Regions from separate parts of the Anser cygnoides genome. Here all the other regions are linked to region 1. Evidence: chromatin contacts called from public Hi-C data. All regions are on one chromosome and are shown on one strand. The core of a region is the stretch at or near the end of the contact, and the rest is flanking DNA. Distances in the headings are between cores, read along the strand shown.

What was found. A called contact is a pair of places that touch in the nucleus more often than the background predicts.
Region 2: a contact with region 1 is called in a Hi-C map of liver, with 1.8 times the contacts expected there. The contact joins two enhancer-like sites. A contact is called at or near these places in 2 of 7 Hi-C or Micro-C datasets (both in liver).
Region 3: a contact with region 1 is called in a Hi-C map of liver, with 16 times the contacts expected there. The contact joins two enhancer-like sites. A contact is called at or near these places in 5 of 7 Hi-C or Micro-C datasets (fetal liver, granulosa cells and liver).
Region 4: a Hi-C map of liver shows a contact between it and region 1, with 9 times the contacts expected there. The contact joins two enhancer-like sites. A contact is called at or near these places in 2 of 7 Hi-C or Micro-C datasets (both in liver).

The regions. Positions count from the first base shown.
Region 1 is chr10:12,458,736-12,461,846 of Taihu_goose_T2T_genome, forward strand. It overlaps GRIP2 (glutamate receptor interacting protein 2), which reads left to right. Exons shown (of 24, transcript XM_067002985.1): 20 at 122-275. Among named protein-coding and RNA genes, the nearest start is that of SLC6A6, 73 kb to the right of the region's middle. Within about 2 kb of position 1,641, at least 2 of the 3 cell types and tissues checked have open chromatin away from gene starts, as enhancers often do. A contact at or near this core is called in liver, where this site is marked.
Region 2 is chr10:12,601,235-12,604,208 of Taihu_goose_T2T_genome, forward strand. No RefSeq gene overlaps it. Among named protein-coding and RNA genes, the nearest start is that of SLC6A6, 70 kb to the left of the region's middle. Within about 2 kb of position 1,542, at least 1 of the 3 cell types and tissues checked has open chromatin away from gene starts, as enhancers often do. A contact at or near this core is called in liver, where this site is marked.
Region 3 is chr10:12,687,964-12,690,843 of Taihu_goose_T2T_genome, forward strand. No RefSeq gene overlaps it. Among named protein-coding and RNA genes, the nearest start is that of XPC, 25 kb to the right of the region's middle. Within about 2 kb of position 1,383, at least 1 of the 3 cell types and tissues checked has open chromatin away from gene starts, as enhancers often do. A contact at or near this core is called in liver, where this site is marked.
Region 4 is chr10:12,667,260-12,670,385 of Taihu_goose_T2T_genome, forward strand. No RefSeq gene overlaps it. Among named protein-coding and RNA genes, the nearest start is that of XPC, 46 kb to the right of the region's middle. Within about 2 kb of position 1,647, at least 1 of the 3 cell types and tissues checked has open chromatin away from gene starts, as enhancers often do. A contact at or near this core is called in liver, where this site is marked.

The DNA.
Region 1 (3,111 bases), core at 391-2,890:
TCCAGATGGCCTCAGGTTTGGGTTTTGGGGAAGGAAACTGTCCTGGCTCAGTGTGATTTACTCCATTTCAGTTTTCTAAACAGGTTTTAACCTCTTTTTCCCCGCTGCTTGCCTTCCCTAGGTACATACATACCTCAGGCTGCGGGCATTGCCCTTCATCCACACGAATGGAGACACAGCAGGCAAAAGAGCAGCACCCCTCCTGGGGACCCCAGGAAAAACTACCCCTACATGGATGGAAGCTTCAGTGAAGATGACTGGGACAAGCCCAGCAGGTACGGAGGGGAGGGAGGAGGCAGGTGGGGCCTTCTGCAAACGTGAGGGTGCAAGGACACTGAATGTCATGGATCAGATCGGCCAGAGGTGGGGAGGGCCAGTGATGCCCCCATCTTGGCATCAGGCAGCTGTGGGGTGGGGTGCTGGGGTGCTGATCTGCTCTGTCAAACCACCCCCACATTGCCAGCTTGCCCTGGGCATAGCTCTGTGGCACGTCTGCCATGGCCAGGTGACATTTATATCTGGAGTTAGGGCAGTCTCAGCTGCATGGACCACAGGTTCTTACCATGTCTGCTACTCCTGCCATATAAAGGCTGCAGCACTTTCATCATTTAGGTGTTGTACTAGGTAGTCATGGCCAGGGCTGTCCTCCGTTGTGTTGGCCAGACATGATGAGTGAGGATGCAGCTTCACAGCACCTTGGTGCCAAAAAGCCAAAAAGACCAACCAAAGCTCTTGTAGGACCGGTATGAGGTTGCATGTCCAAGTTAAAATCTCCCAAAGGTGTGGCTGGATCTCTCTTTCCGTCACACCTCGGCCCTTCCAACACACAAAAAAATCCATGCCAAGTGGGCATGGTCGAGCTAATCCCCCACCTCAGCCAGAGTGGGAGAAGTCCTGCAAGGCCACCCAAGCACACAGAGGAGGCTGCAGCTGCCCCTCTCTTTGGGTGAAAACCCTGCTGGATCTGCCCTGGCCAGAGGCTGTCCCTCACTGAACCACACACGGTAGCTAAGGCTCGTTGCTTCGTAACTAACCCTCCCCTCGACATCCTCCAGAGTCCCCATAGTCGTGTGTGTTGTGTTGTTACTGTCGGTTCTTTTTTTTTTTTTTTTAATTATTTTTCCTTAATTTTTGTTTGTCAAAACAAAACCCTTAGAACATCTCATGGCCATTTCCACCTATTTAAAGATGATCAAACTGGCAGGAAGGCTGGCAGCGGCTGAGACTTTGTTCTTGTTTTGCCTCTCAGCGAGAGCCGGCTCGCAGAGGTCGTTGATCTCTCGGCCTTCCCAGCGAGGCCGCTGGCAGCTGAAGTTAGCAAATCTGAGCCCTCGAAGCCCCGCGTGTCCCTAATGAGGGCTCCGAGCCCTGATATCAAAGTGCAAGTGAAACGGTTCATGCTGCTGAGCCCTTATTATTAGGGAGAAAAACAAAATGTCTCTAACCGCAGCTGCCTTTAGCCTGGAAAATCCTGCTGACCTGGTGGTGTGAGAACCTGTACTGATTCATCTGAGTCCTGGGCGTGTTTGTTATATTGCTGATCTGAGAGGCAAGAAACTTGTAACTGGAAGGGACATTTGCCTCTTAGGAAACCTGGGAGCAGAGGAAGGAAATGAGTAAGGGGAAAGAACTGAAAATTCCTTATGGGGGGAAATTTGGGTTTGTTTTTATAAAGTCTTGCTGGGTGTTTTTTTGACCTCTCTGCCTGGTGTTAAAGGCTGCTGCTTTACAAGCTGATTCTGATGAAAGGTAGGGGGTTAATTTAAAATAAAATAAGCCGTGTCAGATACCACTCTCCAGGCAGGCCGTGATCCCACAAGGAACAAAAGTATGTGTGTTTGAGGTTCTGCCTGCTATAAACTCCCATTTAAACCACTGGATGAAAAGCAAGTGCTGAGACTTTGCTATTAATACAGATTTGGAAAAAGAGTTCTGTTACTATCCCAAGGAGTTATTACTTGTCTAACTGAAGCTAAGCTCTCTTTGACTTGTACTCAAGTAAAATGTTTTGACTTTGCTAAGTGGCCCTGGTGGGTAAGTGTCCCCTCCTGTTAGCACTGATGCCCGCTGTGCCACGCAGGGAGCTGCCAGATGTTGCAGAGGTGGAGCCTTGTCCATGCAGCTCTGCATAAGATGCATGGAAGATGCATTAAGGCTGTTCTAATGTCACTGCCCCCCTGGGGTATCTCCCTATGATACATTAGTGGATTTATTGTGATTTTGATTTAACACCACAGAGAGTTTGCTTTAAGAGGCTCCCGTTACCCTGAACACTGATGATCCAGGTTTCACAGTGCCCGGTGTTCAGTAAGCAGTGGCTGGACAAGAGTGTCACCTACTTCTCTAGTTTGTTTGAAGGACTTCAGCATGTTTAATTGTTGTTTGCTTTAGAAGTCCAAGAATTGAACCTGACTTTGTGGTCAGAGATAAGAGACACCGAAACCGCTGGGTGGGAAATCGCTGACTCCCCAGCGGGACACACGCAGTGCTCACATTAACACGTGTTTGCACCAGCTTGAGAGGTTATCACTGTCCTCGTTCTCTGTTGTAGACAGAACTGGTAACAATCTGTACACAGCTGTGGGTTCAATGACTCGTGTAGCACAGAGAGACCTGAATGTAAGAGCTCACTTCCTTGGTCATCCCCAAGCAAATGAAGCTCGGTTTGTATGGGTTATACGCTGACACTGTCGATATTGCTTGCTGTAGTATGTGTTTACTTGTCCAGCCTAGGGCAATCATTATTATATACACCTTTGCATTATTACTCTCATAGATACCTAATGTATTTATCATTTTCTCACCATGTCTGTTACCCTCTGTGTTTTTCTCTCTCTTCTCAGGTGTTCTGTGTCTCAGATCTGAGCTCTATCCCATCAGCCTTTGTACTAACAGTCTCTGAGGCTCCTGGTTTACCCATAACGCATCCTTTTTTCTTTCACTTCTCTATTTCACCAAAACGTCTTCCTAAACCTACAATCTTCCTACAGGCACTTTTTAATTTACCCTTTGAACTTTGACATTACTACACCAACTTAATTCTTCCTTTGAAGGACACTTGCCCCGTTAGTAAATGCATGGAGGTCTCGTATTCGGACTCTTGTCTGAAAA
Region 2 (2,974 bases), core at 292-2,791, 140 kb after region 1:
CTGCACTGAAATTAAGGGGCACAAACAAGTGGTGCAAACAGCCCTTCTCCTCCCTGTCAAAACGTGAGGATACAAGGGAGGGCAGCAGATTGTAATGCATGACCAGAAGCTGTTGTAAAATTCCTTGTGGAAACGAGATCTGTTATGTTTATCACTAGTTTGCTAAGTAAGGTTAATACCGTGGCATTGACCCTTCCTCATATACCCTCAGTAGAACTACCATGCTTTGTCCCACTATGATTTTATAGCAGAAGGGAGAACACAAGGCCGATACAAGCAGGTATTTTTCCACCTCCCCTCCTCTGGGCCCTCACCCCTTTGTAGCAGGGAAGATAACACTCCCGCCAGCGAGCTTGTTTCCAGCATCAGCCTGTAACCAGCCTGTGCCCAAGGAAAGAGACCGATCAGCCACTGTGGTCTTTTATCCTGCCAGATGAATAGCCTGTGTGAATATCAACATTATCATAAATCATTCAATTGCTGAAAGTCATCTTACCCTCATAAGGATCTGAATAGCAACCATTTCTAAATCCTTACATACATCCATTTACAGCAGCTGAACAGTGGGAGTGGATAGACCTATTTTTCAGCTAGCATGATAATCAAGCCATTCCTCATTTAAGAGTGAATCCATTTGCATTGGTATTTGACCCAAATAATAGCTCTAGAAATTGATATGTAATCTCCAGCTAAAACTAAGTTTAAGCAGAGGCCACCAAACTCCTTTGTTCCTCAAAACACACTTAAAATCCCTGACCAGATTTTGATCTTGATATGAATCTGAACACCAAATTAAATTCAAAAGCCACAGCGTTAACACGGTGTTTCTCAGTAGCCTCCTGCGTAGCCCTGAAGATCAGAATCTGTCCTTAATATTTCTGCACATGGTACTGTGCAGAACTAGCTCCAGACTATTTATAGCTCACACTATATATATACATTGCAGCTTCCAAAAGCATATTTTATCTTTTGGGAGGACAATGCTTTCCAAATTGTAAGAAAAGGCATCGTTTTGTTAAAAAAATCTGCTCAAACCCTTAACCTGGAAGAGTGGCCCCATGCTGCCAATCAGATAATAAGCTTAATTCTTACATCACACTTTATTTGTAGCTCACTGTGTAGTTAATGGTTGCAGCTTATCTAACAGGAGAAATGTGAAACCAGAGTTTTAGAACAATAGGAACATGCCTGTCACCAGCAGGCTGCCAATGAATCATGTCCCTGCAGTCAAGCTCTCCCAGAAGGTCATTTGCAACAGAAATACATCTCTGCCTGTAGCTGGCAAAACGCTGAAAAGCGTTTTTCAACTTTACTCAAATAAAACATCAAGCTGATCAATTACCCAAACAATTTCACCTTGCAGTATTTTTAAGTTCTGTTCACTGCAAAACTTACTAATAAAGATCACTGAGCAAGCAGACCTGCTTGCTTCCCTGTCCGAGATTCCAGGGGCATTTTAACTTCACCCTGAATTCAGGGAAGCAAAAAGCCCAACCTTATCCAAGACAAAAGTGACTTAGTGTTATCTTTCACATTAATTTAAAAAAAAAAAAAAGTGTATTTGTAAACAGAGCATTCAGAATGGAAGCCCTGAAACCACTGAAAGACCGTAAATTCTTTAAAAAGGAATCCCTAAGAAACAAAAAGCAGCACTCTTTCTTGCCTAGAGATATGCAGAAAGAGGACAAGGAAGCACAAAAAAAAAAAATCAGCTATTACCTGTGTCAAATATGGAAGTTATTTTTGCTAATACAGAATTATTTTAGAGACATTTTCACTGCTGTATCTGAAGCTAAAAGACAAATCTCTTCTGCTGCACTTGCAGAAGAGCTCCAGATTTTCTGCAAGCGGGAAAGAACAGATGATGAGGGGATCTATTCTTTTCAGAAGAATGTCATTGGCACAAACAGCTGGCAGTTGGTGGCATATTATTTATACGTGCAGTTGCTCATGTTTTTTAACTGATAAGAAAGCGATACCTCATTTGCAATTCAGGTGAGAAACATGAGTGGCTCCACAGCGCCACTGGCCCCTGGGCCACGTTTCTTATCATATCAAAAACATCTGTCACAGTGTAAATGAGTTCATTATAAAAGCACATCAAATGTGCAGTTTCAGGATGAGACAGCAGTCTGCAAAGAAATGAGAAAAACAACCTCCCCCTATAAAAGCTGGGATGGTCTGGCCCATTTTTACCATTTGGGAGGAGGGGGAGCACTTGGAGAGGAAAGGGGGAGAAGGAAAAGAGAGAAACCTTGGAAATGTCACCATTATAAATTATCCCTTCTCTGGGAGCCAACTGTGTCTGAGAACGGGCTTGGTTTGCTTGCGAGGGTCTGGTGGTTCGCATGCGGAGCGCGCAGACATTGCGAAATGAGCATCACGACACCGCCCGCCGAGCCCTCTGCTCCTGCAGGCTGCGGACTGACCTGCACGTAATCCTGGTCTGCGTGGCCCAGGGGGCTTCAGCTGAGAAAACGGCAATGGGCTGGGGAAGAAAGGCTGCATAGGGGGGTGGTCACTGTGGGGATTACCAGTAGAAGTGTGCTTGTGGGGCTTCCATGCGCACAAATGGAAATGAATCCCTTTTCTGGGGAGGTGACAATGAGCTGACAGGAGCTTCCACCTCTGGGGAAGGCAAGGTGCATCCTTAATCCATGCTGAAGAGAAAAACAGGACAGGTTGAAAACAGCTCCCGTACCCACACTCATCCCTGCCGTAACGCTGCACGGGGCCTGAGTCTCAAATGCAATCATTTGTAATGTGGGCCGTGTTCGCCTCTGCTGCTGTTCTCCAGGGCCGGGTCCAATACCCCTGTGAATACGAGGATATTTTAGTGCTTCTCTTTAGCAGCGATGAGGACAGCCCAAGGTGACTTCAAAAACCCTTCTGCCTAGAAGAGGCCTAGAAATGCTTCCGCAGCTCTGGGGTCTCCACCCTACCCCCTGCTTCCAATCTGTGCCGCACTGAATGA
Region 3 (2,880 bases), core at 133-2,632, 230 kb after region 1:
ACAAAAGATCCTGAAGGACAAGAGAGTTTTCATTATGCGTGTGTCCTGTGTTGTTCCTGTGAAACTCAGAAACTGTGTTTCAAAGACTTTAATCAGTATTTCTTGAAGGGAGAAAAAAAATCCCCTTTCACTACAGATCTCTATTCCCTGGGAGCACCTACATGGGAACGGGTGGATGCAACAAGGAAATTTTACCTCTAAGCTGTGCATGCAGCATTCAAGACTATGTTGTTGGAGCTGTTGTGTTTGTGGTTTTTTTTTTGTTTTTTTTTGGGGGGGGGTTGTTTGTTTGTCTGTCTGTTTTCTTTCCCTGTGCACTCTCATTCCCATCCGTTTGAGATACATCCCAGTATTAAAAGGCAGGGGAAGGTTCACGACTCCCCTGTGCTTTTTTTTTTTAATGCCCACCTTGCGACAAGCTGGTAGTACTGATGGTGAAACTGTCTACATGCAGATGGTAAAAAGCACAAGCTTACTATGAAGGGAAAGAAACTGAAACAGAGTTTGGTGAGGCAAGGACTGCAGGATGGGCAAAAAGGGAGCGCAGGGCTGTTTTGATGTAGGAACTGGGCATGAAGGGAAGGGGGAGAAGAAGACACAGCTGTTGGGACTGGGAGGCCAGCAATGCACTGAGCGGAGCTTCAGAGCAGCTAGCAGTGCTGGAAACCCAGGTAGGTCATTTACACCGAGTAACTTGGGCCTAGTGAGGATATTTTCCTTCAGGTCCCTCCATGGTCAGTGAAGAAAGGACTTGCTGCACTGGCTTGCTGGTCAGATTGACTGAACTAAGCTCCCGATTTGAACCACCTTCTGGAGAAACCCTTCTCACTAGGGCAGTGAGCCTCCACAGGGTGAAGCTAGACTCTGTGAAAGAGTCTATGCAAGGGTGACAGATGGTTCATTTCCACAGTTCAGCTGCAGAAAGGGGTTTGAGGATTCACCTGTGAATAGGGGAATCAAGTCTCTTCTCTGGGTGCTTATTAGTCCAGGTCTCTGTTTGAGATGGATGAAAGCTGCTCCTGCAGAACTGGACTCTACCCTAGCCTCCAGCACAGTGTTTGTGTGTGTTGCCAAGCAAATCGATTAATCCACATTTTTGCAGCTTGTTAGTCATCCTCTTAGGGACACAACAGGAGACCCTGGAGTCTGATCTGCAAAACTGCTGAGCACTCACAGCTAGAACTGAAACTGGTAGGACCTATGCTCTGAATATAGAAAATATTCTGCAGTGCTGTGAACTCAAAAAAAAAAATCAAGTCCCAGACATTCAAAAATCTTTGGCAATGTTTTCACTTCATCTTCATATCTCTGCTTGCCATCTGTCCAAGTGGGGGTGCAGTATCCCCTCACTTCATTGAGGCATTGTGAAAATAGATTATTTCATGTCTGTGAAGCACCCAGATACAATAACGATGACTGCTGAAGGAAAGCTCCCAAGGAAGTTAATAATTCTGTATTGAGAAAAGGCTTTGAATAGTATGCAGTAAATAGGCCATGGGGTACAGATTGAACAATGAAGATAAAAGAAAATATTAAATAGTTGCTCATTAAGTGAGCAGTATCCATCCTGCACTTTAAACAGAGCATACGTTTATAGTATGTGAGCCTGTGATTAAAGACAATGCCATAATGCATACACCCAAAGGCTATAATGAATTTGTACCAACAACTTAAATTCTTGCATTTCTCAAGTTTTGAGTGTTTGGCTTAGCCATTTTGTTAGAATGCCAAATTCTCTTAATTTAGCTACACACAAAAAGGGGCATAGATCAATAGAGATTAGAGAGGGGGATGGGTTCCAGAACTGGCTCAACACAAAGTCCAAGGGTGTTTGAATTCAGTTCATATTAGAGAAGAAAGCTGACCACAGCTTTTTATCTGGATCCAGATGTCCTTGAATTTCAGGGCTAACTAAGCCTCAGTTATACTTTGGCACCTTCTCTGCTGTGATTTTGTTCTCCCAAAGTTGGGAGGGTGCTGCTGTGGACCTCTTCCTTATCTTGACCTTTATAAACGTTGCAATACTAATCCTGCCATTAAATTCTACTTATTCTTGTTAAGTACAGAGGGCTTTATTTAGCAACATAAAAAAAATAAAAAGTGTGAGGTGAGTATAGGTCTTCCAAGCAACTTGGGTGATACAGGACAGAATGTGTTTTTTTCCCTGTGAAAATGCCATGGGATAGGACAGAAGAGGTGCATCAGGAGGAGGGGACATCTTTACAGGGGCCAGGATGGAGCACAGGAGGAAACCCCATAAAAAGCAATGGACATCAGGAAACACATCAGGAAACTACATCGCACCAACTGTCATCCAACTGCCCACATGGGAATATGGGAAAAGCAGAGACTTAAAGAGGTGGGAAATGTGACAGTGCAGGTGGAAGGGTCCCTTTCCAAGGCACACAAACCATACGCTGCACCTGTTACTGCAGGCTGCAGCAACATCACCCTGATATATGCTTCAGCTGTACCCTGCAAAGCCACAGACAATCAATGGACCAGGTGCCATTTCCCATACCACAGCCAAAGCATTTATGTTTGTGTTGTCATCCAGGATTTCTGCTCTTAAGCTTCCAAATATACAAACAACAGAATATGCATGAGGCAGGAAGAAAGTACTTGGGTCAGACACAGAATCACATCATTCCACACATGTATGCTCCAGGAAGACAGCTTTTACAAAGTCTTTACTCTTAAAAGTTTAAACAAAATGTAAAGCAGCTGTAAAATTTTCTTTTATAGAGTAATTTATCCCAAATGTCTTGAAACAAGCCTGGCAACAAGGAGTATCCTCTGCAACATTTTCCACACAGTATAATAAAGACCTTTGTTTTTTGGGGGCTGAAAGTATTTTCTTTTATCCACTACAAACTTGTT
Region 4 (3,126 bases), core at 397-2,896, 210 kb after region 1:
GCTGGGGAGTGGCTGTCTCTGCGTCAAGCTAAACAGTGGCCCCAGTCCTATAGTCTTTACCAACAGTACCAGCAAAGCTCCAGATGAAAGCTAAGGACTTTTAAATCTAAAGACCAACTCTGGAGGTGTGAAGGAAGGACTTCAGGATTTGGCTCCAGCTGAACTGCACCCATTCAGTTTCAGGGGAACACGCTGCATGTTGCCTGGGAGCTGGAAGTGCTTCAACTTGTTATCTTGCCACCAGGCCGCCCATGAACAAGCAGCGAAAACAGCCCACATCCCCTGGCTCTGGGGCCCTACGGGAACTTTTAGATCCCCCCTAAACCCCAAGGCCGATGGCACCGTGAGAAGACGGGAGGAGGACAGCAAGGTGCCTTTTGCCTCCTGGTGAAACTGAAGAAATGTGGTGCTGTCCTCGCAGTACCACCCACGCTGTATAACGGTTCAGGCACCTCAGGGCCGTTGTGGCCCTTGTACTGACAGACGTGTTTTCAGCAAACACGCTCAGGGCCAGCAGGCCGCCTTCCCTACCCTGCCACTCCAGCTGGGCTCTCCTCCATTAGCCCTGCTGCTCATGCCTCTGGGTGAGCAGAGATCCCCAGACACTCGTGGGGTAAATGATCCCAGCTGGTCTCGAGGAGTTTCTGCAGGCTGGGCCCTACCCGTGAGGCACCCAGATGTACAGCCATGGGCAGCCCCTCGCTGACAGGAGCTCCCCAGACCACACGCAAGGGCCTGGCGCCCCGTCTGCTCGCCTCGGTCCCTGTGAGATCGGACATTGGCAAAGTACCTGCGCCTCACAGGACTTGTGTGCGTGCACGTGTTCGTACGTGTGCATGTGTCCCGCTGCCTGCCAGCGCCAGGCTCCCGCATGGCAGCAGATTGGAGGCAGAAGCTCGCGTCTCACAAATTCATTTTCTGGCAGCGCACGGATGGGGGAAGGGCCACATGCTCTTTGTCAGCCCACACAGCCACACGAGTCTCAGCCCGGGTGAGCCAAACCTCTTAGAGGCACAAAATGCGTGTGCTGCCGGCAGCAGCTCTGCCTCAACCCCCCGGACCAGCTGGCACGAGGGCAGCTGTGAGTTCAGCAGCTGGGGCAGAAGGGCCAGTGACGCACAGCGTTATAGCTGGAGATCTGCTTTATTGCTTTCTGCTTTAACCTCTGAGCCTTTGGGTTGTGAGGGATGGATCCTGAGCTCTGGGCAGGCCCTCACGGTGAAGCCCTACAGGCACAGGTACTGGTACTGGTGATGGCTCTCACTGAGAGCGGGCTTAAGATGCTGCTGACTGGCAAGCCGGTGTTCGTGTCGTCGCTGTGACCGCGTGCAAGCAAACCAGACATTGCCTATCCCTCAAAGTCCTCCTTCCGATCCAGAGTCTAAAGCCACGTAGACAGAGATGTCAGCCAGAATTTGCTGTCTGGGACAAAGCAAACCCTCTCTGTAATTTACCTGCAGTACTATGCCAAGGCCGCAGTTTGGTATTTTTATCACTCCGGCATGTGTTTGCTCCCTACCTACACATCAGCTTATTCAGGAACTTTTGCAACCTATCCAGAATAAATATCTACCACAACAAGAAGATGCTGTTTTCCTGAAACCCCTAAACTGAGAAGGGCCAACTTTTCCCGGGTTCCTGGTGGAATCTTGCTTTGCTCTCAGGAGATTTCTAGCCCTCAGGCTCAGATGGCCGGCAGGCAGGGGATCGCTCCTCACCTCTCCTGCTCTTCTGTATCCACCACTGGCCAGGGCTAGGGACAGGGTACATACAGCGTGACATGGATTTTTAGCCTGGTCCAGAAAACCCATTCTTATAATGAATAAAGGAATATATTTTACTGCCTGGACAGCTGTTGGCTGTGCACATGCCTCCCTGTTTCAAAGAGGCAATTAGGAACAGAGCTGAAAGGGCAACGTGTCCTTTACTCTAGATCTCCAGCCAAGTCCCCAGGCACAGGACCCACACAGACAAGCAGGAATGCTCACGTGGACACTCAGCATATCAAAGCATTTGGGCAGCGACACATGTAGCAACACGTGACAAACTTGCCGCGTAAGATGTGGTTTGCTGGTGTGCATAGACTGACGTCTCCAAAACCCGCTAGGATGAGCCAAGCAGCATCTAGAAAACACTGGCATTGGATCATTTAGGCTAACAGCTTTGAGTACAGCTTTTCAGGATGTAACACAGGTGTGCTTGGAGCACATCTTCACCATGAGGGCGCTTTATTCACCGGGACACTGCTGCCAGTAGCCTGGAAAATGGGATGGTGGAGGAACACGGCGAGATGAAGTGCCTCAGCTCAGATTTGGTAGCAGCCCAGTCTCATTCCCATGGCGCTTGTGCTACCTGTCCCTGCTCCCAGCCCTAAGCTGGTCAGCCACACACACCGTAGTGCTGAGCACAACTGCCTGCCAGCCCAGGAGGACTTTCAGAGGACCACATCAGTCCACTTAATCAGAGCACTTCATCGGCTCCTTCCCCAGTGCTCCCTGAGGGGCCAGCATTTGTTCTGAGCATCAGTGTTGGATGTTTACAGCAGCCGAACGTAGACATTGTGTGCATTCCCTCCTGTACACTCACTCTTCTCTCTAAAGGCATATGTCGTCCTCTCACATGGAAAAATGTTACTGAGGAGAAGGCAGTTTGAAATTATCACCTATCAACAAGTCAAAACACAGCCTCGTCTCCAACCGTTTGTACTTGGCTTGTTAACACACAAATAGGAAAAATCTTTCTGTCCTCTTCAATAGGATTTTAGCTCATCTTAACCATCTGCTTTTTTATTATTATTTTTCTAGTAAAGACAAGTCCCTTTTGGAAAGTTCCAAGGGTATCTATCTAACCAGTTTTTATAAGGCCTCATCATATTAATATCTGAGATGGCATCTTTCCTAAATACCAGTAATCGTAATTTTCACCAGTATAAAATGCATTATTTTTAATTGCTCACTGTACAGTGTAGTTTAAAGTGGCAGTCTTACAATGAACTCTGGAGACTGGAATTAGATTGCTTGTTCAATAAATACCAAGAGTTACTGACCTATGCCAGAACAAGATTTCACAATTTCGTATTTCTAATATCAAAAATACATTTTCTTTCCAACTCCCAGAAAAGAAAGG